Linked DNA regions of Mus musculus: all the other regions are linked to region 3. A link is a contact called in public Hi-C, HiChIP or PLAC-seq, capture Hi-C and promoter capture Hi-C data. All regions are on one chromosome and are shown on one strand. Each heading gives the region's core, a stretch centred on a gene start, on an enhancer-like site or on the middle of the called end of the contact. The rest is flanking DNA. Distances are from core to core; before and after follow the strand shown. Region 1 holds the start of Ctns (cystinosis, nephropathic). Region 2 holds the start of Trpv1 (transient receptor potential cation channel, subfamily V, member 1). Region 3 holds the start of Cluh (clustered mitochondria (cluA/CLU1) homolog). Region 4 holds the start of Zzef1 (zinc finger, ZZ-type with EF hand domain 1). Region 5 holds the start of Ankfy1 (ankyrin repeat and FYVE domain containing 1). Region 6 holds the start of 4732414G09Rik (RIKEN cDNA 4732414G09 gene). Region 7 holds the start of Trpv3 (transient receptor potential cation channel, subfamily V, member 3).

Region 1 (3,603 bases), core at 197-2,696, 1.5 Mb before region 3:
AAGAGATCTCCTGTGGCAGCTTCCCTTAGTCAGGTGTCTGAGGTAGTCCTGCTCTTGGTCCATAACCTGGAGCTTCCTCTGTGGGAAAACTGTTAATTAAGGTGGAGGTCCACCATGACTGCATAGCCCATGGGTTCGGCATAAGTGGAACTTCTCATCCTCTGACCTTGTCTGGGGAATTCGAAGCCCCAACACAGGCCTCTACCTGATGACTGTCACATAGCCTTAGCAAGATTCCTTCCTAAGGATCAATTCCCTTCCTTTTCATAAGAACCTGTTCGGTGAGCACCTGAGATTCCCGAAATGCTTCCCCATGCTAATGGGGCATTTCAGTACCTCAAGCCCTCAGCCAATGACCTTTGACTATCCTGGATGTTCCTACCTTCAGTCCCCCAAACTTTATAAGCTCGTCTTGGAGTGGTCATTCACCATACCCACTCACAGGGCTTCCAAAACCATGCCCACCACTCTTTGTCTCTGCTCCCACTGCCCCCTGTCCCCCGTGGACCTAATTGGCCATAATCCATGAGAGTGGGGAGACCCACATTCCTCAAGGGATAGTACAGATTGGACAAGGAATATGTTCCCTGGAGATGAACTATCTAGGTCCCAGGTTTCCCATTTACTTGTATGATTCTGGAATACTTATTAACCTATGTTTCTTAATGGGGAAACAGGGACAGTGGTAGTTACACCACAGGATTATAGTGAGATGAAATACAAGGCATACATTCTCAAAGGGGCTAAAATAGGCTCTGGAGGTCTGAAAAAATAGCTGTAATAATTGCTTATCTCTCTCCCAAACGTCATAATAAAAAAAAATAGAGCTTACCAGCTGTATTAAAAGTTTGAGGTGGATTGGTAAGATAACAAAAAGTTGAGAAACAATGAGGTAATGTTATTACTATTACCACCCAGGGCTCCCAGCAAGCTCTCACAGAGCATAGATTGTTATTTTCCTCAATATTATTGAAAAAGGCAAGATCCAGGTACCCTCTCATTCTCTGGGAGAATCAACACGAGCTCCTGGAATGGTCCTAGCAGAATTTACCCCCAACCCCAAGTTACCTACCTGCACATTCCTAAGCCAGATTCAGGCGGCGCCACATACTGAATAGTGCCACCAACACCAGCTGTCAGTCGGTGTCCGTGCTTTTGCTCACCAACACCCTGGCCCTAAAACCTAGAGATGTGCGGGCCTGGGTTGGGGCCAGAAGCTAGAAACCCAGGCGCTGCCCCTCTGGTAGCGTAGGTTGCCCCTCTGAGGTGCGGGGCTAATGTCTGTTGGGGTGGGTGGTGTCATACCAGAAAAGGGGGTAGCTGTCCCGGTCGCGATGGTTCTCACCTGACAGCTTCCCAGGCTTGGTGGACAGACCTCACCAAAAGCAACAATCTCGCACCAGAAACCGCTTAGGAGTGTAAGGACTCTCTGAGCTCCGCCGACTTTGTGTGAAAGAGGGGCCAGCTGTCACCTGACCTGAACCACCTGACTTGAAGCCGCGAGCCCTGTGCAAGGAGCTCTGGAAGTTGTAGTTTTCACGAATACAGGAGGATAACGCTTGGTAGGGGTGAGGGAAGGGTGGAAGGGCGGAAGAGCATAGGCACCTTGGCAGGGACAGGGGCTCGGATGTGAGGGGCGATCTAGTCTCTTGTAGGGGAAGCAGGGTTCTCGAAGTCTCTGTTGTCTCCTTGAAGCCCTGTGCTCCCTGGTGAAGACCCTGGGACCCCAGGCACTGTCCCGGAACCTCTGACCAATAGATCCCGCCTTCTGTCGTCTCTCCACCTATCACCGGAGGCCGCTGTGGGGAGCGCGTGGTGTTTGCTTTCCTCGACCAATAGAAGTGGTTAAAAGATTGACAAGGAAGCTCCGCCCCCTTACTGCCCTCCAGAGTGAAGTGTTCCCCGGCGTGCGGTTCAAGCCACCGAGCTGTGCTGTCACCACTGCCATGGCTTCGCGACCTGTCACTCTCGGTATCGACTTGGGCACCACGTCCGTGAAGGCCGCCCTATTGGAGGCTGCACCCAGCCTCCCATCCGGGTTCGTGGTGCTGGCGAGCTGCGCCCGGGCTGCGAGGGCAGAGACTGAGAGCGCGGTGGCCGGGCCCCAGGTGAGGCAGAGCCCTGGAGCTGCCGCCCCGGGACGACCCTGGGGGCATCTCGGGCAACACCTTCCCGCGAAGAAGTACCCGTGATTGCCCAGTCTGTCGGACCTCCAAGGCCTGCTGCCCTTTCCTCTAGGGCTTCAAAGCCTGCTGCAGCTCAAGCTAAGCCGTTAGATTTTGCCCAGGGAGCTTTCCCACCTGCTGGCACCGATCTTCCCGCTCTCCGGCTTTTCTGGGGCCCCTGACCATGGCGCTGGATCCCTCTACTATCCGCCCATCACTTTTTGTACTTTGCGCCGAGAGGACTTGCTTTCAAAGTGATAACCACAGGCCTGACTATCACGCTCGCCACTCATGACCCTGTGCCCTCTAGTTCAGGCATCATTTCCGACCCCACCCCCTAGGCAGGTTGTGCTCTGGAAATGAGACGTAGCGTTAGGCTTACCTCATGCCTTTGAAGTTCAAGTAAACTGATAATTTCACTTGGTTACTCAAAGAATTCCAGCCCCTGCTGAGCATCTCTGGAGGAAAGTTGTCAGAGCAGGTGGGGAGACACTGAGATAAGCTGATGAACATTTTAGAAAAGAATCAGACTGATGATTATACGCTGCAACCACTGGCTTTTGAAAACTAGAAGATAGAAAAGTACATCTCCAGGGGTCCACAGGATGGCTCAGCAGTAATAGCAATTGCTGAGTGAGCCTGGTCACCTGAATTCTACCTTCAGAACCTACCATGGAAGGAAAGAACTGACTTTTGAAAAGCTGCCCCCTGACTGCCACATGTGCCCCATGACGGGCACACATGTTTGTGTGCACACACACATACATGTATACACATATATACACACACTATATAAATATATACACATACATATTCACACATATATACACACACATATATACTATGTATGTTCACACACATACAGTATATATACACACACACATACATTCATATATATACATATACATACACACACACACACACACACATATATATATATACACACACACACACACTACACACACACACACACACACATATATATATATATATATATATACACACACACACACACACTACACACACACACACACACACACACACACACACACAAACATACCTTTAAAACAAATGCAATGAATTAAAGACAGTGGACTCTGTTGGAAGATGATGTAAGTAGGATCAGAATGGCCTCAGATTCCATTCCTATTTGTTTCCTGAAAGGGTCAGTTTATAGTCAGTGAATTCACAGATATGAATGTCAAGGTGAGAGTGTAACCTCTCACTTTTTTCTTGGCCTCAACTTGTTCTCTGATCTGAACTAGGTGGCCACTAAGGCTTCCTCCAGCCAGAAACTTGGACTGAGTGCAGTACCTCACATTTGAGCTTCATGTCTCAAATGCTCTTGCCAAGGGTCTGTATTCGGTTCTTTGGGGGTTCAGAGTCCAATTTGTGGGATCACTTCTAATTTTCCCAGAGGCCTTCACATTTAATTTGG
Region 2 (3,959 bases), core at 958-3,457, 1.4 Mb before region 3:
GAACAGGGGCAGAGGAAGAGTGTGGGGGCAGCGTAGTGGGTATAGAGGAAAAGCCTCTCCACCCCGTGATGATAGAAGATGGGTCCCAGTAGGAAAAGAAACACTCTGTGGGCTACAGACACAGAGCTGAAGGCCGGAGCATCTTTCAGCAGTGTAGACCACCAGGAGGCTGGGGGAAGGACCAGGATGACTGGTGATCAGGAAGTAGGGATGGAGGGGCACTTCTGACCTCCCAGCTGAGAGAGAGGGACTGGCTGGCAGACAGAAGGAGGGATGGGTGGGAGGCCTAGAAATTGAGGGCAGACAGGTCGGAGACGGAGAGGATGACGACAAGAGATCGTATCTGACTAGAGGACCAGAAGAAGGAGAGTCCTTTTACAGTCAGGGGACAGCCAGTCATGGATGCTTAATTCAGACAGAACAGAGGTGGCACTGAGACCAGCTGAGAGAAGGATTTGCTGTCCCTAGGTACAGGTTCAGGGAGGTAGAGATGGACCTCAGAGAGATACAAGGTCTGGGGGGTTGTTTAAGAAAGACAGTTCAGTTTGGGAGGTGAAAAAGCTCTGGAGAGTTGGTGATAGCAGATGCCAATAATGTGAACGAACTGAAGGCCACCCAACTGTGCATTTGAAGTGTTTAGGATAATGAAGTTTAGACTCCCTATGTCTTACCACAATCTAAAAAAAACAAGAACAAGCCCTTGGTATCCTAGGAACTGCAGCTAAAATGGAGCAGTGTGGTGAGGAATGGTTGCTAAGCCTGGCTCTCATGCCCAGACTAGTCATGTGATCTGAAAGTCATGTGATCTGAATAACTGTCTAACACCTCCGAGTCACAGGTTTCTCTTCAGCCACTTGAGTATGACAGTCTTTGCTCCCCCTTGCTCAGGGTTGTTACTGGGCCTAGAGGTGGGTGTGGAGAAGCTCTTTGGTACCCCTTCTGCAGGGTGGCTGGGAGTTACTGTGCTCTGATGACTCCACTCTGGTCCCAGCTTTGTACTACTCCAGGAGGAGCTGCAGTGGCTGGTCTGAGCTCCATCCAGGCTGTGTCTGAACCATGACTTGTTAAAGAAATAAAAAGGAAAGAAAAGGACATGGCCACTCCTAGGTATGGTGGAGGAGAACGTTTATTGTAGATAAAGGGCAAGCATAGCCAGAGGCAGACATGTCTGGGAGAGTCCAGAGTGGTTGTGTCCCTGAGCCATGTGGGGAGGTGGGGTGGGGGCTCGCAGAGAGGGAGGGAGAGAGGAGAGAGGGGAACCAGATGCAGCAGCCAGGAGGCCAAAGGTACAAAAGGGGTAGGGAACCACAATGTATAGATTATATAGGGAAGAGCCTCTGGCAGAAGGGCAGCCCAGCCTCTGGGCTGGAGAGTTCAGGATAGAGGGTAGGGTATGCCAGCCATACCCTGAAACAGGTAGGGATTGAGGGGTGCTGGGAGAACCTAGAGGTCAGGTCCACTTTGACATGTTAAATAGGCATCTCAGCCATTTGTCCAGGGTAATATAATTGAAACGTAATATAATTTGAAATGTAATACAATTCAGATCCCCCTGGCTTCCTAGTGGCAGTTGCTTGGGTGGATGGATTTTGCAGAATGTTTGTGGGTGCAGCCTTGCACGTACTCCCTGAAAGCTGGTGGACTTTCCTAGGCAGGATCTGGGAAGGAGTGGACTTGTTCTAATCACACACTGTGTGTGATGTGTGATGTATGAACCTGCTTCTTGGTAGTTAGGACGGCATTGGAGGAGGTGAGAAATTAGCACACATCATTTTGTGTGTGTGTGTGTTCTGTTGTTCACTAAGGAACCCCAGTCCAGTAAGATTGGGTCCTGGAAGACCTAGAGACCCCCAAGCTTAATCTCTACCCTGGGTTTGAGTACACAGGAACCCAGAGGCCCAAAGGAGGCAGGGCCTCCAGACGAGACAGGTGGCTCAGAGGTCCCAGTCATTTCCCTTTGAAAACACGGCAGCTTCAGGACACTGGGTTTTGCATCTCTGGCTGTGAGAGTCCTTTAAAGGAGCTACTTCCCAGACATATAGAAAAGATGGTTTGGAAAATCAAGGCTCCAAGAGCTAAGGCATGGCTTAGGCTGGACTGGGCTGCAGGCAGCTAAGTGCACCTCGGCCCTGGCATGACTGGGGGTGGGGCATTGGCTGTGGTTTCTGAAAAAGGGCAAAAATGATGGGAAAAGCTTTGGGATCCTCTGGGAATCGGAGCCGTGGCAACAGCAGCTGCTGCCATTGCTGCAAATGTTTCCTTGAGTGCCAGAGTATGCCCAGAGCCCATCCCTGCCGTACACCAGGGGAGGGGCGAGGACCCTCACAGAGGCAGGGAGGCCACTCTTACCACACAGCAGCCTGGCTCTCCCACAAAGAACAGCTCCAAGGCACTTGCTCCATTTGGAGTGTGCCTGCACCTAGCTGGTAAGTCCTTCTCATGGGCTGATGGCTCGCCACTGTCCAGCTGTGTGTGGTTCTGCGGGGCTCTGAGGGCCTCGGTGATCCCATCTGAAAACTGGGTTAGTACAGTGGCTGCCTTGGACTTCTGGGAGGCTGAAGCAACAGTACTGCACACTTAACTTGGCTGACTGTAGGCAGTGGGTCCCTGAGAGAGGTGGTGGTTAGTTGGTTTATGTTGGTTCCTGCAGGAGGATTGAGAGACTGCAGATGCCGTAGAGCCCAGAGGTTTGTGCCTATCTGGAGGCCTTCCGTGGGCTGGCTTCTTTGTGCAGAGGTGCAGGGCTGGGCGGGGCAGCCTGGGTTCTTGTCCTGGTTCCTCTGTGTTTTTAGCAGTGTCCTTCTGTTCTTCATTTCCCAGTGTAGAAAACCCACTCAGTTCTCTGTCTTTCCTGAGTTGATGCTTGGGTCTGGTAGAAATGGGTGTGATGTGGGTGACTATGTTCCCCCAGTTTCTCAAAAATCATAGGCAGCCGGAGGGAGATGCTCTCAAGGTCTTAATTGGAGTGATGTTCTGGGTACTGAGGCAGATGGGAGAAGCACCCTCAGTATATCGCTATGGCCTGGAGAGAAAGGAGGGATACCTTCCCCTACAAAGCCAGATTGAATACCACCCATTGACAAAGAAAGGCAGACCCGGGGTTAATGTGGGTCTCTGTAGGCAGGTTTTTCAAGACAGCTCTTCAATGCATCTGAGTTCACAGCCTTGGCATAAACCAGAGCTTCCACCTCCATCAGAAAACCAACAGGTGTTTGCCTAAAACAGGGCCTAATTCCCCGATCCCTGTAACACGGTGACAGGGATATCATACGGGGTTCATTCATGGTACACTTCAGGCATAGCTATGACAGACTGTCTTGCCCCTGTCTTTTCCCCTTAAATGTGCACCCCCCACTCCTGTGTGCTGCCCAGCAATCGTCTCACCAGTAAACTGGGAGAAGCTTGGTTTTCAGTGGGGGGCTGGAAGTAGAATGTGAGCTGCTTCCTGCTTCCTGCTTCCTGCTTCCTGGTTTGGTTTGATTAGGGTCAGCCCAAGGAAGAGGTAAAGACCCAACCATCAGGATTCCTTTACTCTTGGATTTGCAGGCAGCTTATCCACAGGGCAACCATGGACATCGGAGAGAGTGAGGCATAGGATGTGTACATTACCTGCACTTTGCTTGGGGTTTGGGGCATCTAAGGATGCTTGCTAGCTTCATCAGGAGGCTTCTTTAGATTTGGAGCTATGTCTGCTTCCAGGAGTAGGAGGGCCTGGTCTGATCAGTCCCTAGGCCTTACTGTGGAGTTTAGGACCATGTTTAACATGTGAACAGTAGCCCCGAGCCTTCCAGAGAGATGACAGAGTGCTAGAGATGCTTTCAATCAAATCCTGGTTTCCTCCTGATCACTGTGTGCCATCTGGGAAATGACACAACCTCTCTGGGCTTCAGCTTCTCTATCAGCAAAAGATTTACCTTTTAGAGATGTGAGAATTAAGTGAATTTTGTCAAATGTTTGTG
Region 3 (3,621 bases), core at 1,029-3,528:
CCACCCAGAAGCACTCAAGGTGTGCCCTGAACACTCAGACAGTCTTGCAGCCTTGCACAGGACATTGCTTGGAGCTTTCCAGGTCAGCAACTGCACACACACACACACACACACACACACACACACACACATACTCACTCACTCACTCACTCACTCACTCACTCATATACACATGTGCGTACATGCCATATATACATACATATAATTAAAAGTAAAAACAAAAGCACAGGGCTCAGTTAGTAAAGTACAAAGCCAGGCATAAGGATAGTCCCCTACAATTCCAGCACCCAAGATGGAAACTGGAGAATTCCTCAGATTTGTTAGCTAGCCAGCCAGCTTAGCTAACTGCTGAGCTCCAAGTTCAGTGAGAGTGTGAGAGAGACCTTACTTTAAGAAATAAGGTGAGGTGAAGGACATGCACTCACTCACACACACACACACACACACACACACACACACACACACACACACAATAAAAATGTAGTAAAGGCAAGAACACACAAACATGTATCTACACACAGCAAAACACCTGAGATTCAGCAAGATGATAGTGATTTGCTCAAGTTCACTACAAGAGACAGGTACGGGTTCCTAGGGACTGACTTCCAGTCCACTTCGATGTCAGGTCCACACACACCTTGCTTGCCTGCCTTTTGTTTGTTTGTTTGTTTGTCTGTTTGTTTGTTGTGTGTTTTCTTGAGACTGGGTCTAGCCAGGAAGCCCAGGCTAACCTTAAACCCTTTATATTCTCTCCTTGCCTTCTGAGTGCTGGGATGACGGATGGAAACACTGAGCCAGGTTCCTGCTGCCTGATTTCTATGTGCACCCAGCAATAAGGTCTTGGTCATTCTTCCAACTTCCTTGTGCAATAGCCTGAAATCACTTCTCCTTAGTCCTGCTCAGTTCTCCTTTGCCCTCACATAACAGTCAAGAGGATCTTTCTGACACATACATTTCTCTCCTCCCTCTCCCTTCAATGGAGGGTTCCTTCTTCTTTTGGCTTCAGTTCTCATCATCACATGTGCTCTAGGGGCAAACTGAACTTCCTATGTATTCTATTCTGACAGTGTGTTACTATGTAGCCCAAGCTGGTCTCCAAATTCAGGTCCTCCAGCCTTTACCTATCAAGAACTGGGATTGCAGGCCCTTGTGGTCACACTAGATCTCTAAAAGGAAAGCAGATTTAACTTTCCTTTGCAATGTATACAAGGGTGTATGTAGACCGCTCCCATCTCAGCCTCAGATTGCCAGGGTCCATTAAATCCTAGCAAGTGTAAAGACTGTGTTTAGTGTTTCACAAAGGGCTTTTCCACCTGTGCATGGAAGGCTTACCCTGTCCCCTCTCTGCCTGAACATAACTGTCTGGATAGACCTGGTTTCAATATCACCTGAGACTAGGGTTGTCTCTCAGCAGTAGACACCTTTACCATGCCAGAGGTCCTGAATTTAATACTCAGTAGGGCACACACAAGAAAAGTACCCCCCCTCCCCCAGCAATCATGGACCTCACTCCTTATTCCCCACCCAACCAAAAGAACTGAAAAATAGATAACAACTATAGTAAGGATCTATTTATTGGTCTAAATCTGAACTTGTTCTGTGACTTTGGCCCTCATTGTCCTTCACTGTAAACCAAGATAGTGGCCTGGAAGTGAGTGAGTGTGTGTGTGTTTTACACAGATAGGGGAGGAGCCCATGGTGCTGAGTCCAAGTTTTCATAGTCTGTTTCTGACACTTTATGCATATTTGCAACCTGCACACCTTCCTCAATAATCCACACTTGATCTTAGCCAAAAGGCCTAGAAGCGATCTTCCTCAATAATCCAAATACACTCTAGACCCTTCCCTTCAGTAGGAAAGAGCCCACTCGGTGAGGAGGATACAGAGGGTCGTGATAACAAAGCTGCTTTAGAACGACGCGGTCTTTTGGCAGATGCTCAATAAGAAGCAGAGGGTCATTGGGGGAGGGGGAATAGGGAGCGAAGGCAGTCCTAGACAAGTCTCCACCCAAGGTCACGGCGCCCGCCCAACGGGCGGCGAACCTAGGAAACGTCTCCCGGAAGCCCCGCCTCACCAGGGGGCCGAGGCCTCTCCCCTTTGAGCCCGGACGCGTTGCCTTTAAGGCTTTGAAAGAGTCACTGAATCTGTGAACTGACTACGGAGTGCTCGGTGTTTTGTCCCTCGTCGTCTGCCGTGGGCAGGCCGGGCGCGAGGGCGGGGTAGGGGAGCGGCGGCGGGGTCAAAGGCTAAAGCGCGCACCACGTGGGCCGGTGACTCCGTCCTTCCCGCAGCGGCCGTGGCGCGCAGGGCACTTGGGTTAGTGGCGCGGCGTGCGGCGCGGACAGGCGAGCCGGACGCCTGCTCCCGCCATGGTCATCAAGACGGACGAGTTGCCGGCGGCCGCCCCGGCCGACAGCGCCCGGGAGCACGGCTCGCAGGCCGGCGGCAAGGGGCGGCCGAACGCGGCTGGTGAGTGAGTGGGCCGGGGGCAGGGACAGCTGGGCTAGAGCCCGGGCCGAGTCCGGCCGGAGGGCTCGGGACTCGGTGGGAACAACCGTCTTCCCTCCGCGTCAGTGTGGGCGGTGCACTGGGCCGCCCCCGCCCTGAAGGTCACCTTCAGTGGCACCCCCGGCTACGGCCTGGACTTCGCACGTGGGGACCGTGGAAGGGCATCCACGGCGGACACACTCGCGCAAGATCGCGGGGACACGTGCGCGCACACGCGGTTTGGTTTCAGGGTGCGCCGCCGCCGCAGACCGATGGAATCGGCGGCCCCACCCCCTCCGCGCCCCTGCTTGGGGAGCTCTTGGGGCTGGGGGCAGTGACACTTGCGGCCCTGCCACCTTCTGGTTCTCTTGTCCTAGACGTTCCTGTGCGGCAGAGCTGCAGCACTGTGAGTGAGGCTCAGTTTGGAGCTGCCCAAACTTGGACTATGGGAAGAGCGCAAGTTGGGGTGTGTGTGTGTGTGTGTTATTGGGGTGGGTTGTCTCTGGTACATTCTTAGAGACAAGGGCTTAACCCCAAGTCATCAGGCTGTGGTCTCAATTCTTTTAGTTACTGGCCTCCACTTGATCAGGGGTTTGGGGTCCTGCCTGTGTGTGGGCAAAGCCTAGCTGTTTGTCAGGGGGAGGTGTTTGTGCCTGAACTTGATCATTAACCTGCCTTATTGCGAAAAGTGGGTCAGACTAGAGCTGCTGTTTTTTTAAGGCAAAGGTCATTAGTGTGGAGTGGAGCGCCCAGCTCTCCCCCGTGGGGGCTGTGTGGTGGTGGCTTTGGGAGTGGCAGAGGCTTGTCTAGGGGTGGGGCCTACTTCTCTTGTACTTAGCCTGTGCCCTTTCTGTTAGTTTTTTACCAAGTCTCAGGCTCCAGCCTTGAAACTGGAAACCCCTTCCTAGGGCCTCCTCACTTTTCCTCAGAGCCAGCCTGGTCCTTTCTACCCAGGATGCCAGTGAGTGCAGACCCTCTTTATCTCTCTTTTCCTCAGCTCATCTCCTTATTCTTCCCAGCTCCGGTGAGCAGACTAAGGCTAACACGGGAGTAAGGATGGCCCTAATGGGCCTAGCACTTGCTAGACTGTTATCCATCACAGTGGACTTACCTTGCCCAAGACAAGGCCTGAGT
Region 4 (3,764 bases), core at 179-2,678, 1.9 Mb before region 3:
CTTTTAGTCAAATTACATTTTCCGATCCCCTCCGTTGTTAAGGGGTAACGGGAGCACAGCAGAATGGAGTTAATTTGATAAATGTTCTTAGGAAGGCTAATATACCAAATTTTGTCAGAAGTTTTGTTTCGTGTTGTTTTAGAGCCAGCCTGGCCACAAATTCCTGGCTCAATGGATCTTTGTAGCTCAAGAGATCCTCCTGTCTCAGCCACTCCAGTTAAAACACCACTTCTGGTTTATTGTAGGTATTTTAATACTACAAAAGATACTTGCTTTCCTGTGCTCTAACTTCATTCCCCGCTTGATTCTCATTTTTTTTTTTTAAAGAAAAGCAGACAAGTGCATCTACTAGAATTAAAAAAGACTCAAATATTATATTAGGGGAAACGGAGGCGGGCGGAGGAAAGGTTATTTCGGGTCAGTCTAAAGAGCCTGAAAGCACGGTAGCTCTAGAGACCAGGTAGACTTCTGAGTGTAACCACTACCTAACAAGACACATCTTTCTCCGAATCAGTCACACAGTGCAGCAGACAGAGTCGGAGGGTACATAACTAGCACAGTTGCGTCCAAGCTGCAAACCAGGACCGTGTCCTTCCCACCGCAGCAGTCTGAGGAATGTGGGATGACGAGGCGCGGAGGAATAAATTACTGGACGAACGCAAGCCGTGGCTACGAGCCCACGCAGGAGGAAAAGGTGTGAGAGCCTCGCCGATACCTGCGAAGCCGCTATAGTGCGCCCCAGGCTCGTAGTGCCTCCTGCCAGAGGACACGTCGTAGACGCGGCCGAGCAGTGCCAAGTACAGGCCCGGGTCCCCTGGGCCGCCGCGATAGCGGGCTAGCTCCTCGGGAAGGAAGAGGCGAATACCAGGGCGGGGACCCCACCAGTCCATCAACCACACGGCCATGACAGCCACCGCCGCCACGGCCAGGCTCAGCACCACACCAAGCCCGCATATCCTCAGCATCTATACAGCAACACACCAGACACGCTTCGGAGGTAGCCACCTCTTAAGCCACCACTAAGACAGCAGAGACGCCGGCCGTGACGTCGGCAGCGCGACACTGACAGACTTCACAGCAAAGTTGACTCTTTTGCCCCCGACTCTTTCTTCTTTTCTTGTCCAGCCTAGATTCTGAACGTGAAGCGTGGAGCAGAAAAGGGGAACAGTACAGAGAAAAAACAAACAAACAAACAAACAAACAAAAAGTCCTGGCTTACAGTTTATCCGCCCTCAACAAAGATGGCGGCAGAGGCGGCTAGACGGATACGTTAACGGGTGGGTTCCCGGGCTTCATTAAGCTGTCGTGAGCAAATGGAATCCGCTTGACGGCTCCGTTGCGACATCAGGCCTCGCTCGACAGCCAGGAAGCCGGAAGTCACTGCCGCCGCTGTGGTCTCCACCCCGTCCCCGCCCGCCAGGAGCTGTCGGAGGTTGACAGGTCGTGGCTGGGAGGCGGCGGCGGCGGCGACACCTCCGAGCACCCAAGACGGAGACCCCATGGGGAACGCTCCGAGTAACAGCAGCGAAGACGAAGCGGCGGCCGCAGGGGGTGAGGGCTGGAGCCCACATCAAGATTGGGCTGCCGACTCTGGCACGACCCCCGGCCCCGGCCCTGCGGCCGCGGTGCTGCCTTCCGCCGCTGCACTCCTGGAACCCGCTCGGCTGCGAGAGGCAGCGGCTGCGTTGCGGCCCGCACCTCCCTGCGAATCCCTGGTGTCGAGGCACCACGGCGCGCTCTTGCGCTGGCTGGAAGAGCGGCTGGGCCGCGGTGAAGAGTCCGTCACCCTGGAGCAGTTCCGGGAGTTGCTGGAGGCTCGCGGCGCTGGATGTTCGGGCGAGCAGTTCGAGGAGGTCAGGGCTGGCTGGCTGGCTGGCTGGCGACAGCGGTGCGGGAGCAGGGTGGTCGCCAATAAGGTCCTGAAGAGGTGGGCGGTTGCTTTGCGGAGGCCAGCCAGGAAGCCATAGGGTCCTCGGGTTCTTAGAATGGAAGTATGGCGTTGTCCGAACTCTTTCGGAGTGCATCACTACGGAATTTTGCTACGTCTCTCGCCTTTACTAGAGGTGTGGAAAGTCCAGGCTACATTAGCTTTGTTCCGAAGAGAGGAGCAAGCCAAAAAAAAGTCTCTGCATGTGGTAGGCAGACATTTGTGCAGTTGACAGGCTTAGTTGCTTGCTGGACCTTATCAGAGTAAGACAATTACGAGAAAGGATGTGCAAAGATCAAGGGAGTGGCCATGAAAACCATTCTGTTTTACTGGCCTGTGCAGGAATCTTGTAGAGAACCATCTGAGTCTAATGTGGAAGGAGGGTAACATTACACTGAAAAGACTCATTCTGCAAGCCGTTCATGACTATAAAATACTAGGTTTTGTTTGGTTGGTTGTTTTTTGTTTGTTTGTTTTTTTTTAACAAGTATACACTGGATTTTAAATCATTGAAGAACTTGTTCCAGGCTCATTTGAAACCTTATCAAACCTAAAGTTGATAGGGAAGCGTTAGTTTTCTTGTACTTATGAAATTTCTCCTCATATCTCTACTGAACATTTTGGTTTATGGTTTGGAAAAAACTGACCCAGAGTTAGCCTATAAATCATTTCACTAGCAAAGTTGAGAGTATCTCACAAACCTCTTGATTCCCACCCCATTCCCTTAGGTCCCTATTATCCTGCTCCCTGAAGTCTTATTAATTCCACAATGTTAGGACAAAAGGTTTTTAATGAGTAAGCCATGTAAAATTGTCAGTCATTGATTGGTTAGTGTGTAAAGCAAGAAACCCACAGTCACTTGTAACATAATTTAAAAGTTCTGTTTCCTCTAAATCAGAGGCTCTTGAAATATTTCGAGAATGTCGCCTGCAAATGATAAAAATGCCTACATAATATATTTTGTAAGTTTCCCTGTAAAAACTGCTTTAGTGCATTCTAACTCTCAAAAATACGGTGATACAAGACTGTAATACCAGACTTTGAAAGGCAATAGCAGGAGGATCAATTCAAGGCCATTATAAGCTACATAGTTTGAGTACAGCCTATGCTAGACTCACTTTGAGAAGGACTGTCTCAAAGGTCTAAAACATATATGCATTCACATTATAACCACACACAGTTAGTAAAAGGTCTTTATTAAAATAAAATTTCCAGGATATTCCTGGGAAGCACACATACATGATTCTCAAAACTTAAGAGACTGAGGCAGGCAAGTCTCTGACTCAAAAAAACCTAGAATACTCATAATATGCTCATTATAGTACCCACATCTTTTATGAGAATATGAAACCTTGGTAAAAAGAACTGTGCAGACTTGATCAAGAAGGTGACACTTCTTAGATTTGTTTAGAGGCAAATGAAGACAAACAGCTTTTACACAGTGAGAGTGTCTTGACAGGAACAGAATTATCTATGGGGTTTGTAGAGGTCATGTAATATAAGGCCAAGAAATCCAGTGAGCCACCTGAGAAAAACCCCTCAAGGGTTGTGGCATTATTCACTAATTCAACACCAGCCCTCCAGATGACAGTTCAACAAGCAGATAGGAGCTTCTATGGTGTAAGTGATATAGTAGAACAGTTAGATTCTAATTTAACAGTGACTGTGAGCCAAGAGGAAGCATAAAGAATATAGGGAGTTATTTAACCTCTTCTAAGGTCTCAAGGGGTTTCCAACAATATTTCAGTGGAGATTTGAAAGTGCAAGAAGACACCATGTAGGAGGAGGGAGCAGTGCTTTCAGGAGGAGAGGAATTACATCTTCAGATGTCTACTAG
Region 5 (3,723 bases), core at 752-3,251, 2.0 Mb before region 3:
GGAATTCCAGGACAGCTGAGGCTACAGACGCTCTCAGAAAAATGAGTGAACTACAAATGAGCAAGGTACCTTGACCTCTGGCCTCCACAAACATGCTACACTTTCACACATAACCTATAAAAGAAATACAGTACTTGAATGCTCACAAAATCTCATTCTTCACAATACTAGAAACCATGTTTTTATTAAGCAAGTTTCTTGATAGTAGATTTTGGTATCTGTGCATCATAAAGGATCTGGCCAAATTTTTAGGATAATCCAGGGCAAGAGTATCTCAACTAGAAACAAGTTGGAGCCTTGTCAAACCTTCCAAAACGAAGTGGGACTCGGATCTCCCGCCTAGAGCAACTTCCCGCTCCACTTTCATTCACCCCTTGTCTGCTCTGGCTCCTCCCTTTGCCACGCCTCCATCCATGGATACCTCTGACCCTAGCATTTGGAAAAGCAGGAGGACCAGTAATTCTAGACCAGTCTGTACTCCATGAGACTTGTCCAAAAAAGTGAAAACAAAAACAAACAAAAAACCTGGCTCAGATTAAGTTTGCTGGGCTTGCAAAGCAAGGCAAAGAGAAAACATGCTGCAAACAGATGTCAGATATGACAGCACTTTCCAACCAGTTAAGTTGTTTTAATGTTAGGAGCTTGAGTATTTTTAGGGGATAGAAGAGTCTGTTTATGCTCAAAGCTGGTTTATCTAGCCACCTGAAGATCTCAAAAACTCATTTGACACACCTATGAACCATCCTCAGCAAGGCAGTGAAGCTTTGAGCTCAGGCACTTCTATTGAAACTAACAAATATTGTTTCTTTAATCACATGTCGCTTATCCAGGGCCACTACTTTAACACTGCCCTGTTATTTCCTTCACTACTGTAGTCTGCTACAATCGGAACATCAGTTTTTAGTACATAATTATCCTTAATGTATTTAAGTGTCCTTCTCTTCCATTTTCTAAGTGTTTTTCAGCCAGGGTCGTCCCCTTTTCAAAATTTTAACCATTGCCCTTACATTTTTATAATCTGAACTCAATCCCTTCATTATTCCATTTCATTGCCCTCTAATGCTTTCTTTAACTGTGGCAGATCTTCCTAAAATCTTAACTGTTCTCTAAGTCACTACTTAACTGTTGATGCATTATTTCTATTCTCCTTTGTTGACCTGGAGGCTTCAGGTGTGCTAAGTACATATTCGTTACCCGGGCCAAGAAAAAGTATTTATGTCAAGTGTGGTGGCACTTGCCTTTAATCGCAGCACTCCAGGCAGAGGCACTAGGGTCTCTTATCAGTGTCAGGCCAGCCTGGTCTACATAGTAAGTTCCAGAACAGCCAGGATTATGTAGAGAAACCCTGTCTCAATTCCCCACTCTACCTACTCCACAGCCAAAAAAGGCATACTATCTAGGATTGTCAGCCCTCTATTTTGCTATTATAAAAATCATCTAATCATTCTCACATTCACAAAAGGTTTAAGCTCCTGGTTTACAATCTGAATTCCTTCTCCATGGCCTTGTCAACCGTTATTAGCTCCTAGTGTTATTTGGCTTTGCCACTTTGACCTCAGGGATCTCACAATTTTGCTTACATAAAATTGTATAGAGATTTGCAGTTTTTGCGACCCCTATATTTGTAACCAGTGTGTTTGCCTGTTTGATAACCCAAGTTGTCTGGTTTTAGCCATAAAAATTCCCAAAGCCCTGGAGAAATGCTATCATTTAAGTATTAGGACAGCGTCCCACGTGGTTACAAAGTAACTTAAAGATCCGCAGTCCCTGCCTCAGAATAGTCCATGTTTGCTCTACCCTGACGATCGCCTGGAGTACGAGATAGCCCAGTCCGCGCTTGTCAAACCTTCCAAAACGAAGTGGGACTCGGACCTCCCGCCTAGAGCAACTTCCCGCTCCACTTTCATTCACCCCTTGTCTGCTCTGGCTCCTCCCTTTGCCACGCCTCCATCCATTCTCGCGAGACTTGATGATTCCCTTGCGCCGGCATTTATCGCGAGGCTGTAGGCAGGGCCGGGCCCGACATGGCGGAAGGTAGGTTTTTTGTGGGGTGGCACGGGAAGACGCGAAGCAATAGGGGTACCACTGGCCGGGCACAGAAGCCCCTGGAAGGGTTGTCCGGCTGTGGTCGTACGGTGCATCACGTGTCTCGCGAGCCTTCCTATGTAGCGTTTCGGGGCTCCCCGGGCCGGGGTTCTCAGCGCCGTTCCTATGGCAACGCCCCTCCTGCAGTCTGTCTTCACTCGTCACCCCCCGCCCCCAACCCCGATCCCGGTAGTCTCAGAACGAGAAAGGGGTCGGGTCCTGGGAGCGAATGCACCCGCGGGACTCGAGAAAGCTGTAGAGGAGCTTCTTGTGCCAGCCATGCTGGAACGGGGAGGGAAGTGCCCCTCTCCTTAGGAAATCGAAACTGCTGTCATGGCAGGTCCTGCATCCGGAAGGGTGCATCTCTTGCCTGCGGAAGAGCTTGGGACTCTTCCTTGGAAGAGCCGGGACTGCAGCTGGACGACGGGCTTCTTGGGCGTGCGCTGTAATAGTCTTTAAGCTTTTTGGCAGCCCTAGCAAATGTGGGCACGCTCAGATTCTCTGAGGTTTACAAAGGGGCAAAAGGAGATGTTTCCTCAGTAAGGAAGTTGACCAAGGTCACACTGCTTGAAAGAGGTGTGCTAAAGCCAGGCTTCGGTTCCTTTACCTCCTGCTTTAGTCCTTCGTCTCTTTTTTAGTACTTTACGACATTGCAGGTAAAGGCATCCGGTTTCTCAGGTGCAGCCTCCCTTAAGGAATAATGTTAGGATCTTTGCTTGCCATAGCTTTACTGTATGAGTTGGGGTGAAAGCCCTGAGATAGTGAGTTACCTAGTAGTGATCAGACAATATTAGACCTGGCCGGTGTGCTTCTCCTGTGTACCCCATTGTTGGAGAAAAATACTTCTTGTTGGACTTTGTTGAGTGGCTGAAGATTTACTTGATCTAGACCTGGCCTATTTTGTTTTTGTCTTTTGTTTGTATTTTTTGGTAAGTGTTGATTAAACTCATCATTTCTTGATCTGAGATTTGGGTAGTGTGACAGTTTGTGTAGTCTTCTCAGATTTGAATTAGGTTTAAGAGTGACACGAAGTAGGCCTGCCAGGTGTGTTATTTGCCCTTTATAGTTAAGTGAACTGAGGCCAGATTCATGGCTGGGACTGGATTCTGTTTTCATTTTTACTTTTTCTATCTGTTAAACACCTTGGAGGTGGTGAACATTGTCCAACAGAGGAGGAGAAAGCGAAGTGACTGAAAGTGCTGGGTGTGGTGATGTATGCCTGCCTGCTTGTAGTTCCTTCATTCAGCACTTGGAAGGATCTGGAATTTAGGGTCATTCACAGCCTACCTGGAGTGCATGAAACCCTGTTCAAAAAATGAACTAGATGATTTTGCACACCACGGAATGTTGTGTACCTGTTGCTCAGCAGCGAGGTTTGGGAGGAAGGTTCAGGAAGGCACGATGTGAGATCGTGAGCAGTGTAGAGCCTTTAAGAAGGAATCTGCGTGTTGGGGAAATGCATGACCAAGTTTCAGGTCGTGGAGGAGGGAGTTTCTCAGTCCGTAGTTGTATTGAGAACTTAATTGTGTTTGTGCTCAGGTTCCAGTTGTGGGGAATTCATACAGGCCAAGGTTAGTACACTGCGTGTTTACTTTTGGTTGCCTTGAGGTGATTAGAAACATCTATCTAGCCAGAGGA
Region 6 (4,084 bases), core at 503-3,002, 1.6 Mb before region 3:
CTCACAACTCTCCGTAAGCACACACAGATGCACATATAGGCATACATGTAGGCAAAACAGTCACCCACATAAAATAAAGAGTTAGCATCGACCCTTCATTATTTTTCTCCATTCCAAAACCTGGAATGCATACGTGATAACTGGAGTTCCAGCCCCTATTCAGAATCACGAGGTCAAAGGCCATCTCCAGGGCTTCCTGGTGCAGGGAGTGGAGAGAGCCACATCTCAAAGGCTTTTGTGGAGCAGAGCCATCATACCAGCCCAGAACTGTTTTTCAAGATTTATATATATGTAAGATTTGTTGTTGTTGTTGCCTAGATCTTAATCTGATCCTCTCAGCCTTGCTTCAGTTGATCTGTTTGAGCCTTTCCATTAGAATTATGACTGGATCCTCAAGGACTCTCAAAACCATCTCTTCAATATTGGGGTATAGCTCAGTAGTAGCATCCTTGCTTAGAATGCAAGAAGCCCTGGATTCAATCTTCAAAACTGGGGGTGGGGGGAGGAGTCTCTGTAGCCCAGCTCTTTCCTGAACTCCAGCCCTATAGATCCAATCCTCCAGTTACTGGACCCAATTATTCATTTCAACAAATACATGCTGGGCATGCATCAGGAGGTCAGGCTGTGCTGGGCGAATTCATCTCGACCCTTGCTCTCAAGAGTTCTTAGTCCAGACAGGACTCAGGTGAAGAGGTGCTGAGATCTGGAAAGCACTGAGAAAGGGCTGCTGGGCATTCCAGGTATCCAGAAGGTCATGGGGAAGGCTTCCTAGCAGCAGAGGCATTGAACTAAGTGCCAAAAGACAAGTGGGGTTTAGGCAGGCAAGTGGTGAGGGGTGAGCTATGGAGGGCTTGAGGGGACTTAGTGGCAAGCAGTGGAAGATCCTAAGAGGCAGCTCTCTGGTGTTCCTAGTGCCTGTTCTGGTTGTCCCAGAAAGGTTAATGGGAAGTGATACTGGATTGGGGTGAGGGGTGGGGCTGCTGCACTAATCAAGTGGAGGTATACTGCATGACCGTGGTGGTCGAGTTCAGGGAGGGGCAGATGGTGGGGAGAGAGAGAGAGAGAGAGAGAGAGAGAGAGAGAGAGAGAGAGAGAGAGAGAGACTTTAGGGATCTTAAGAGGCAACATGGCAGATCCTTGTGCTACACCCGGTTGGGTCAGAAAACCTGCTACACAGGTAACTCCTGGTTTCTAACTCCTGGTTTCTAACTCCTGTTTAAGACAGAGACACAGGTGAGACCAGGTTGGAGATAGCAACATGGGTCTGAGTTTGAGGCAAGCAGTGATGTGGGGCATCTCCAATAGACTAATAATAGCAGGATTGAACCAGGAGTCTGTGAGGGCAGTCCCCAGGCATAACCACAGTCAAGGCCACTTGGTCCTGGAGGGCTCTTTTTCATTCCCTCAGCCCAGCCAGTCACCTCCTGCTCCTCTCCAAACCTGAGTGCCGCCCCACCCCAGCACTCTGACGAATCTCCCTCCTCCTTCCCTCCCCCAACCCCCCCGGAGAACACTCAACTCCAGGCCCTTCTCCCAGGGCCTCTACCTAGCCTCTCCTTGGTACGCACCGGGCCTCATCCCGAAGGAGGGATGCTCTTGCCTCTAGAGACTAGGACACCGGATTGAGGACTCGAAAAAAGCATCGTACGCTTCAGGCCAGGCTGAGGGGCCCACGACGTGGCCTGAGGGACATCGGGTTCCCCGAGCCTGCTTGTCTGCGGGCGCCGGGGGCGTGACGCGTCGGGGCCCATCCGCAGGGCCCCTCCCGAGCCACCTCCTCCCGATCCCGTCGAGACCCGCCCCCTCTACCCCTGGGCGGGAGGACCGGACTCTGATTGGACATCTCTGCGGGGCGCTGCGCGGCACAGCCAATGATCGTGGGCCGGCGCGGCGGCGGGCGGGGGGAGCGAGCGCAGCCTGGAGCTGCGGCGCCAGCGGGTTGAGCCGGGCGATCCTAGCCCGGCAAGGCGGGCAGGGCGGGGCGCGCACAGCGGGAGCGAGCCTGGTGCCCACCGCAGAGACTGTCGCCAGGTGCCTAGGTAGGGGTCAGCAGCCGGGACTTGGAGTTGGAAACTGGGGTGCGGACGGCTGAGCCGCCCTGTGCAGCCAACGGGCTGTAGAAGGGTGGTCTACAAGGCCGGGTCTACGTGGGCAGCCGGAATCTGGTGTGCAGAGATTCCCGCTGTGTCTGCAGGGCCAGGTCCTCGGGATGGTTCCCTGAGCCCGCATCTGTCTAAGCCAGCTATGCGGGTGCCCGACCACCTGCGTTTCTTCCGCAGCTGCTGTCTGTGGGACTGCATAGAAGCCCCGCGCGCGCGGTGCCTTGGGCCCGGCTCTGGGTGGAGGCCGTGTCTATTCGGAGTGGGCCTGGACGGGTGCACCCACGTGTGGATCTCAGCAGAGCGCTTCTCCCACAGCCCTCCCGTGAGTCTTCCGTGGAGAGCTGGGGGCGGGGTGATGAATGGGACGGATGCAGCGAGCGACTTCAGCTGCTGCGCAGTCGTCCCCTGACTGAGTGAGGGTGGCGGAGGCGGCGCTGTGGTTTCTGGGTCTGGTGGGTACAGGATTGGTGCTCCGAGGGTGCACACGTGCGCGGGGAGCTGTGTGTGGTGTTTGGAGGCGGGTGTGCGTGCGTCACGTGGACACAAGAGTGTGCCTGTGTACCTGAGGGGTGCGTTTCAGGATGGAGTGGTGTGTGAGCACCGGTCACGAGGACAAGGATTACATCTGTCAGGGAAGGGGTGTGTGTCTGTCTTGAGGGTGTTACAGAGTGAGCAGAGCTAGCTGTCACATGCCTTGGGTCCCAGGACTGTGTCCCAGTGAGCTCCTCTCTTTGTCTTGGCCAGGTTCAGGGTGTGAGAGAAGCGCACAGCTGTGTCCTTGAAAATCCCAGGGAAAAGGAAGAGGCTGGGTCTTCTGCGCATCTCTACCTCTTCCATCCAACATACGCTGTGGGTCAGACTGTTCTAGACCCTACTACCTGCTCCTTGGTCCCCCACGCCCAGTCCTCAGACCAGGACTGGGGCTTATTTTAAACCTTATCCAAGTGAATTGCTTCCCTGCTTAAAGACTCCTTTGGTGTTAGAGGCCTCTGGTTTCTGTTCACAAACCCTAAACCAAGCCTGTTGGGAAGCACTCTATTGCTATCACGTTGGGAAGGGATCTCTTTTAGACACAGGGTGAACTCCCATTTCTCCCTTGGGAATCCTGCTTAGTGGTCACAATGTCGCCTCCGCCAGGAAAACACCCCCGAGGCCAGTGTAAGTGGACCTTAGCTTCTCTCCTGATGCACACCTCCACTAAGGAACTTTCCACTGCAGCCACATCTGCTGTGCTGGTCTTCATACAGAGCAAGCACTGTCCCACCTCATGGCACTTGCACCTATGGGCCAGTCCCTCTGGCTCCAGTTGCTGTTCTCCAAGTGTCTACACTGTGTACCGCCTTTCTCCTTCCAAAGCTGCTTAGAGCTTGCATTGTGTACAAACCCTCTCTGCGCTACATCAATTGTGTCCCTAGCATCTTGCTCCTGCCCTGTCTTGTTGTAGTAGCTGTCTTCCCAGGGCATCCCACAGCACCTATCATGTATTTATTGCTAGCATTCTTATTTGTTGCTTCATGACTCTACTGGAAAGCAAATGGTGAGAGTGGGGACTTTGTCTTTGGGGGTCTACTGGTTTACCTCCTCGTTCTTATATTGCAGATACCCAGTGAATCGTTGTAGCAGGGATGCATGACTCTGGATTTGCATACCAGGAGTCAGTGTGTCTATCTACTCCCCAGATCCACACTAGAGGCAAACTCCGAACATATTAGAAATCCTCCTGTTAGCAACTGGTGTGGAGGGAGGGGTGATATATTAATCTGGGGTAGGGAGACCTCTGGAAGTAGTGAGAGAACAGTGGAGGTCAGAACTTGGTGATTTTATCCCCAGATCTGTGCTGTTTAAGGTGCTTAACTTAGTGAGTTCAGCCAGCCAGCGGGTGTGTGTGTGTGGGGGGTGAGATCAAAGAGGCTTCTCAAAGGAGGTGATGTCTGAACTGGTCTTCAGGCAGTGAAGCCAAGGGAGGTGTGTTCCTGGCAGAA
Region 7 (3,927 bases), core at 959-3,458, 1.4 Mb before region 3:
GGAGAGTTCAGATTGCTGAAGAAAAGTGAGCATGGTACATTTCAGGGCTGCTCCAGGAACTGGGAACCTGGTAGTGGAGGACAGTTGAATGAACCCTACAGGTAATCCACATGGCAGACAGGACCAGGCAAGCAATGCTGGGTTTGCAAGGGCTGGAGAATGAGGTAGAAGGAAGGACATGGGACTTCCGGTGGCATAGGCCTGTGGTTGTGCTGTGTGGATCCAAGACTCAAGATAGAGAGCTCACAAAGACAAGCTTGATTCCCTGTAGGTAGCCAGAAGCACTGCCTTCAGCGTGTACCACCGGTTCAGCCGGGTCAGTCCCCTGTTAGATTATAGTGGTGACAGTCACTGACTGGCCAGTGGCCAGCCCAACTCTGGGTCACTAAGAGGTCAGGGTTGAGCCAGCAGCCTGGGGTCACTCAGTGGACTGCATCTGAGCCCCATGTCTGATCACTTTGTTGAGTTCACACATTACCCTAGGCCTTGAAACGAGCTGGGGTCTTAGGTGTCTTGACACTGCTGATGAAGCTTTCTTTCTTCCACTTCTAGCCCACATGCTCCCTCTGATTTGAATCTCCATTTTTCCCTTTAGATGAGTCCCTTTCACCTCAGTTGGCCCTTGTCACCTGTGATGGAATGATCCCTGCTGGAGCTGGTCTTCTGGTTGGTCCATAAGCTTTGAAGGCAGAGATAACACTCTCAGGTTCACTGCTGTCTTGCAGTGGCCTCCTATGTATCGTGTCTCACGATGGCTGGATTCCATGACACTGAATCGTGGACCAGTGTTTGGTGTTACACTGGGTTTCCATGAGGTAACCCTTAGAGTAGAGGGGCTTCCCCTAGTCCCTGATGTTATAGAGAATGCTTTTGGATGAGAGAGATCAAGGAGCTTTTAAGTTAGTCTCCAAAGAAAAGTGTGAAAGCAAGGAAAGTTTCAACAGAGAGCCGGGAATAGCCTCATGCCCAGGATGCTGAGACATCAGAAGGGAATAGCCTCATATCCAGGATGTTGAGACACCAGAAGCAAACCTGGGCCAAGGCTGAGTCAGGCCCGGGCAGGTGAGGAAGAGAGAGGCCACATTTAATTGAAGGTAGGGCTTTGATGGTGGTGTTTCTGGAACAGTGACGAGGAATCATGAGCACAACTGCAGGTTTCCATGGATCAAGTTGCAGGTGTGTGCCCTCCCGAAGCCACACCTGAAGCTACTCTGCCCTGGCCTGGCACAGGCCTTTCTCTCTCATGGGCTAGACCCTGCCTCATTCCTCCTCCCCAGGCCTAGCAGGTTGTAGTGATCAGGGATCTGGGATCCCGCCTCCTGGGAACAGTCGGGAAAGTCCCTGCTGCATCAGCCAACAGCACTGTCTCGGAGCAGGGACTTCCATTCTAAACCTGTTGTGCCTTGCCTACACAACTTCCCTGCGGAAGATGTGCAGTTCCTGAGTCAAGTTATGCTCCACCCCTTTCCCAGAAGCCATTTGGGCATGTAGGGAGGGCACAGAGTTTTCCTGTAGTGCTCTGGCCTTGAAGAACAGTGGCACAAACTATTGCTGGGTGAATAAATATTGTGACAGTAACACCTGCTTGTCACAGGTTAATGAATTCACTCTAGGCCTTGTTCTATCTCTCCTCAGTTGCACCCTCATTTATGCTCTACCTTCCAATACAGGTTCGTATGATTGACAGGTGAGGAAACCCAGGCTTGGGACAAATGACTTGCCAAAGATCACAGAGGCAGGAAGTGGCGAGGTTGTCACACACAAATACCCATGATACATGTTATCTGTTGGGAAACATTGGACTTCCTCTGTTTCTGAGGGATTTGGTCCCAAGAACTATTTTTGAAAGATGGAGGTCAAGTCTTACAACTGGCCACCAGGATAGCCTTTGGTTGTAGTCTTGATTACGTATGTAGCTTCTATACCTCCATCTTGTCTCTCCATGACAGCCTTGATCAGTAAGTTCCCTGTAATGGGTCCCATTTCCCAAGTGAGGAGACTGATGCTATTAATACCCTCTGAGGATCAAATGTATGAGGGAAGGGCTGGGACTATAGCTTTGTGCCACAACAAGCACCTTTCCTGCCTTTTCTCCTATGGGGTGAGGCTGTTCTGTGGGTGTGGAGGTGACTCACGCAGGACACGTGGGTGGTGGGTGTGGCCTGCCTGATGCCGAGGGCAGGTGGCCCAGCCAGTTTTGCCTCTGATGCCTCATTCCAGCTGTCAGCTATCTCTGTGCCTACGATGAGAGCCTCTGGCCACCTCAGCCACCTTCCCGACGGTGGGTTTTGGGCCCCAGACATGCGGTGATCTCAAGGCAAGGACTGCCACCACCATCTGGAACCTGCCAGGTAAATCCTTGTCACCCAGAGAAAGCTAGTGTTCCCCAGAAAGACTAGAGTGCGGGCCTGGAATCCTCTGGACCATGTCTGCCCTTTGCCCATGGGTCCTAGGAAGGTGTGGGGAGAGCTGGGGTTCCTTTTAACAACAGGCAGAGGAGATAATGCAGGTTCTGACAGGCCCAGGAACTTTCTGGGAATCTCAGGAAGAGAAAGCTCCCGTCTCTTTCAGCTAGCTTAGGGGTGGATGTGAATCTCCATGGCTGGAGTGTGATGGGTGTTTAAGACGGGAGCAGCTATCCCAGCGCTGAAGAGTGACCACGCCCAGGCACTCACGGGTTATTGAGATAGCAGCTATGGAGGTCTCCTTCTGGCCCCTGCCTGGTCTGCGTCCCTAGGACAGGCTGCTTCAATCAGTGTCAGAGCCTTGGCAGGTGTGACATGGTATTTCTCGGGTGAAGGAGCTGGATCGCAGGGCAGGGAGAGAGTCCAGCAGGTGAGGATGCAAAGCAAAGCATATAGGGTGACTCAGGAGTTAATTATAGCTGCTGGAGCCTGAGTCCAGACTGCTCTGACCCCCGCTCACCCGAGCTGTTCAGAGTAGCCCACACTCATGGCCCTAGCACAAGAAAGATGGAGCAACTGGTGTCAGGGGACCGACCACTCAAGCTATTTCTCAGGAGAGAAACCAGAGGATGAGGGAGGATGAGGAACACCTCTGTCTACTTCTGCTCTTGACTCAGCAAAGTCTTTTTAGCCCCACAGGTCCACTGATTGCTTTGGGTAGAGGAAACATAAATACCTATCTGGCTTTGGCTGCGATAGATGTAGGCAGGGGCTGAAAAGTTACTTCTATAGCTAAGTAAGCTATCTGAGGTGGCTTGCATTAAGGTTGGTCCCCTGACTTCAGAATTACCTCTTCTTGTCCACACTGCCTTTCTATGTCTATCCTTCAAGGTTAGCAGCCTCTTCCCCCTCACCATGCTCTTCATAACAGCTTCCCCCAGGTCACCGGTCTCTCTTGTCCCCATGGCCTGTTCTCCTTCAGGCTCTGTTGCCTATGTAACCCAGAACCTTTCCCTGCTCCCTGCTTCCCTGACATCAGTCTCAGCTTCCAAGTTCTGCTCGAGGGCTTCACAGTGTGGCTCAGCCTGCTGCCAAGCCCTTCGCTGCCAGGGCTCTCCATGAACGCATACAGGGTCTCCAGCTCCACCCGCTTTACCCTCATTGAATTGCTTTGAGCCCTGGTCATTGTGCAGGCTGTGCCCCCAACCCAGATGGCATTTCTGCTGCATCCCAGTCTGTAAACCATCCTTCGAGATCCATTTCCTAGTCTCTTTGGAAGGTTTATCAGTACTTTTTTCTAACTCAGCCCATACTGACCATTAGTAAAGCACGTTTGAACTGAAGGGTTGGTCTATATCCTAGAGTAAGGGATTCTATGTCTTCTAGGTAAGAGGGTGTCTACCAGGGTGCCATGGTTTGGCTGTAATTAGCTTGTCGGGGAAGAGCAAGAGAAGGGAAGTGAGTGAGCTGCAGAGACTACCAGCAGATGCTGAGAAATCCAAAACCTCCAGCTGTGTTATTC

Evidence for each region. Promoter capture Hi-C pulls out the DNA fragments that hold promoters and counts their contacts. A called contact is a pair of places that touch in the nucleus more often than the background predicts. HiChIP or PLAC-seq counts read pairs in DNA pulled down with a chosen protein or histone mark. Capture Hi-C pulls out chosen DNA fragments and counts their contacts.
Region 1: a contact with region 3 is called in a Hi-C map of B cells, with 10 read pairs. The contact joins the promoter of Ctns here to the promoter of Cluh in region 3. A contact is called at or near these places in 7 of 39 promoter capture datasets (the C10 cell line, cranial neural crest, embryonic stem cells and 3 more), 1 of 484 Hi-C or Micro-C datasets (B cells), 8 of 115 datasets of contacts at active chromatin or transcription factors (the NIH/3T3 cell line, T-cell acute lymphoblastic leukemia, astrocytes and 4 more) and 2 of 9 other capture datasets (adipose tissue and macrophages).
Region 2: a contact with region 3 is called in a promoter capture Hi-C map of 3T3-L1-derived adipocytes, with 6 times the contacts expected there. The contact joins the promoter of Trpv1 here to the promoter of Cluh in region 3. A contact is called at or near these places in 3 of 39 promoter capture datasets (the 3T3-L1 cell line, 3T3-L1-derived adipocytes and hippocampal neurons).
Region 4: a contact with region 3 is called in a promoter capture Hi-C map of liver, with 4 times the contacts expected there. The contact joins the promoter of Zzef1 here to the promoter of Cluh in region 3. A contact is called at or near these places in 5 of 39 promoter capture datasets (cranial neural crest, embryonic stem cells, liver and 1 more), 1 of 115 datasets of contacts at active chromatin or transcription factors (astrocytes) and 2 of 9 other capture datasets (adipose tissue and liver).
Region 5: an H3K4me3 HiChIP or PLAC-seq map of bone marrow-derived macrophages shows a contact between it and region 3, with 4 times the contacts expected there. The contact joins the promoter of Ankfy1 here to the promoter of Cluh in region 3. A contact is called at or near these places in 6 of 39 promoter capture datasets (the C10 cell line, cranial neural crest, frontonasal cranial neural crest and 3 more), 1 of 484 Hi-C or Micro-C datasets (B cells) and 2 of 115 datasets of contacts at active chromatin or transcription factors (bone marrow-derived macrophages and large pre-B cells).
Region 6: a Hi-C map of B cells shows a contact between it and region 3, with 8 read pairs. The contact joins the promoter of 4732414G09Rik here to the promoter of Cluh in region 3. A contact is called at or near these places in 3 of 39 promoter capture datasets (cranial neural crest, embryonic stem cells and trophoblast stem cells), 1 of 484 Hi-C or Micro-C datasets (B cells) and 8 of 115 datasets of contacts at active chromatin or transcription factors (SST interneurons, embryonic forebrain, embryonic hindbrain and 3 more).
Region 7: a contact with region 3 is called in a capture Hi-C map of embryonic stem cells, with 3 times the contacts expected there. The contact joins the promoter of Trpv3 here to the promoter of Cluh in region 3. A contact is called at or near these places in 2 of 39 promoter capture datasets (embryonic stem cells and hippocampal neurons) and 1 of 9 other capture datasets (embryonic stem cells).

What each region holds. Positions count from the first base shown.
Region 1 is chr11:73,197,573-73,201,175 of GRCm38.p6, forward strand. Ctns (cystinosis, nephropathic) reads right to left here and starts at 1,447. Exons shown (of 11, transcript NM_031251.4): 1 at 1,346-1,447. Shpk (sedoheptulokinase) reads left to right here and starts at 1,910. Exons shown (of 7, transcript NM_029031.3): 1 at 1,910-2,108. The coding sequence starts at 1,947.
Region 2 is chr11:73,231,942-73,235,900 of GRCm38.p6, forward strand. Trpv1 (transient receptor potential cation channel, subfamily V, member 1) reads left to right here and starts at 2,208. Exons shown (of 16, transcript NM_001001445.2): 1 at 2,208-2,426.
Region 3 is chr11:74,647,226-74,650,846 of GRCm38.p6, forward strand. Cluh (clustered mitochondria (cluA/CLU1) homolog) reads left to right here and starts at 2,279. Exons shown (of 26, transcript NM_001081158.3): 1 at 2,279-2,469. The coding sequence starts at 2,370.
Region 4 is chr11:72,794,798-72,798,561 of GRCm38.p6, forward strand. Zzef1 (zinc finger, ZZ-type with EF hand domain 1) reads left to right here and starts at 1,429. Exons shown (of 55, transcript NM_001045536.2): 1 at 1,429-1,853. The coding sequence starts at 1,500. Cyb5d2 (cytochrome b5 domain containing 2) reads right to left here and starts at 1,042. Exons shown (of 4, transcript NM_001024926.3): 1 at 716-1,042. The coding sequence starts at 965.
Region 5 is chr11:72,688,001-72,691,723 of GRCm38.p6, forward strand. It overlaps Ankfy1 (ankyrin repeat and FYVE domain containing 1), which reads left to right and starts at 2,002. Exons shown (of 25, transcript NM_009671.5): 1 at 2,002-2,034. The coding sequence starts at 2,025.
Region 6 is chr11:73,017,089-73,021,172 of GRCm38.p6, forward strand. It overlaps 4732414G09Rik (RIKEN cDNA 4732414G09 gene), which reads right to left and starts at 1,753. Exons shown (of 3, transcript NR_152202.1): 1 at 1,569-1,753. It overlaps Camkk1 (calcium/calmodulin-dependent protein kinase kinase 1, alpha), which reads left to right and starts at 1,900. Exons shown (of 16, transcript NM_018883.3): 1 at 1,900-2,039.
Region 7 is chr11:73,265,312-73,269,238 of GRCm38.p6, forward strand. It overlaps Trpv3 (transient receptor potential cation channel, subfamily V, member 3), which reads left to right and starts at 2,209. Exons shown (of 18, transcript NM_145099.3): 1 at 2,209-2,351.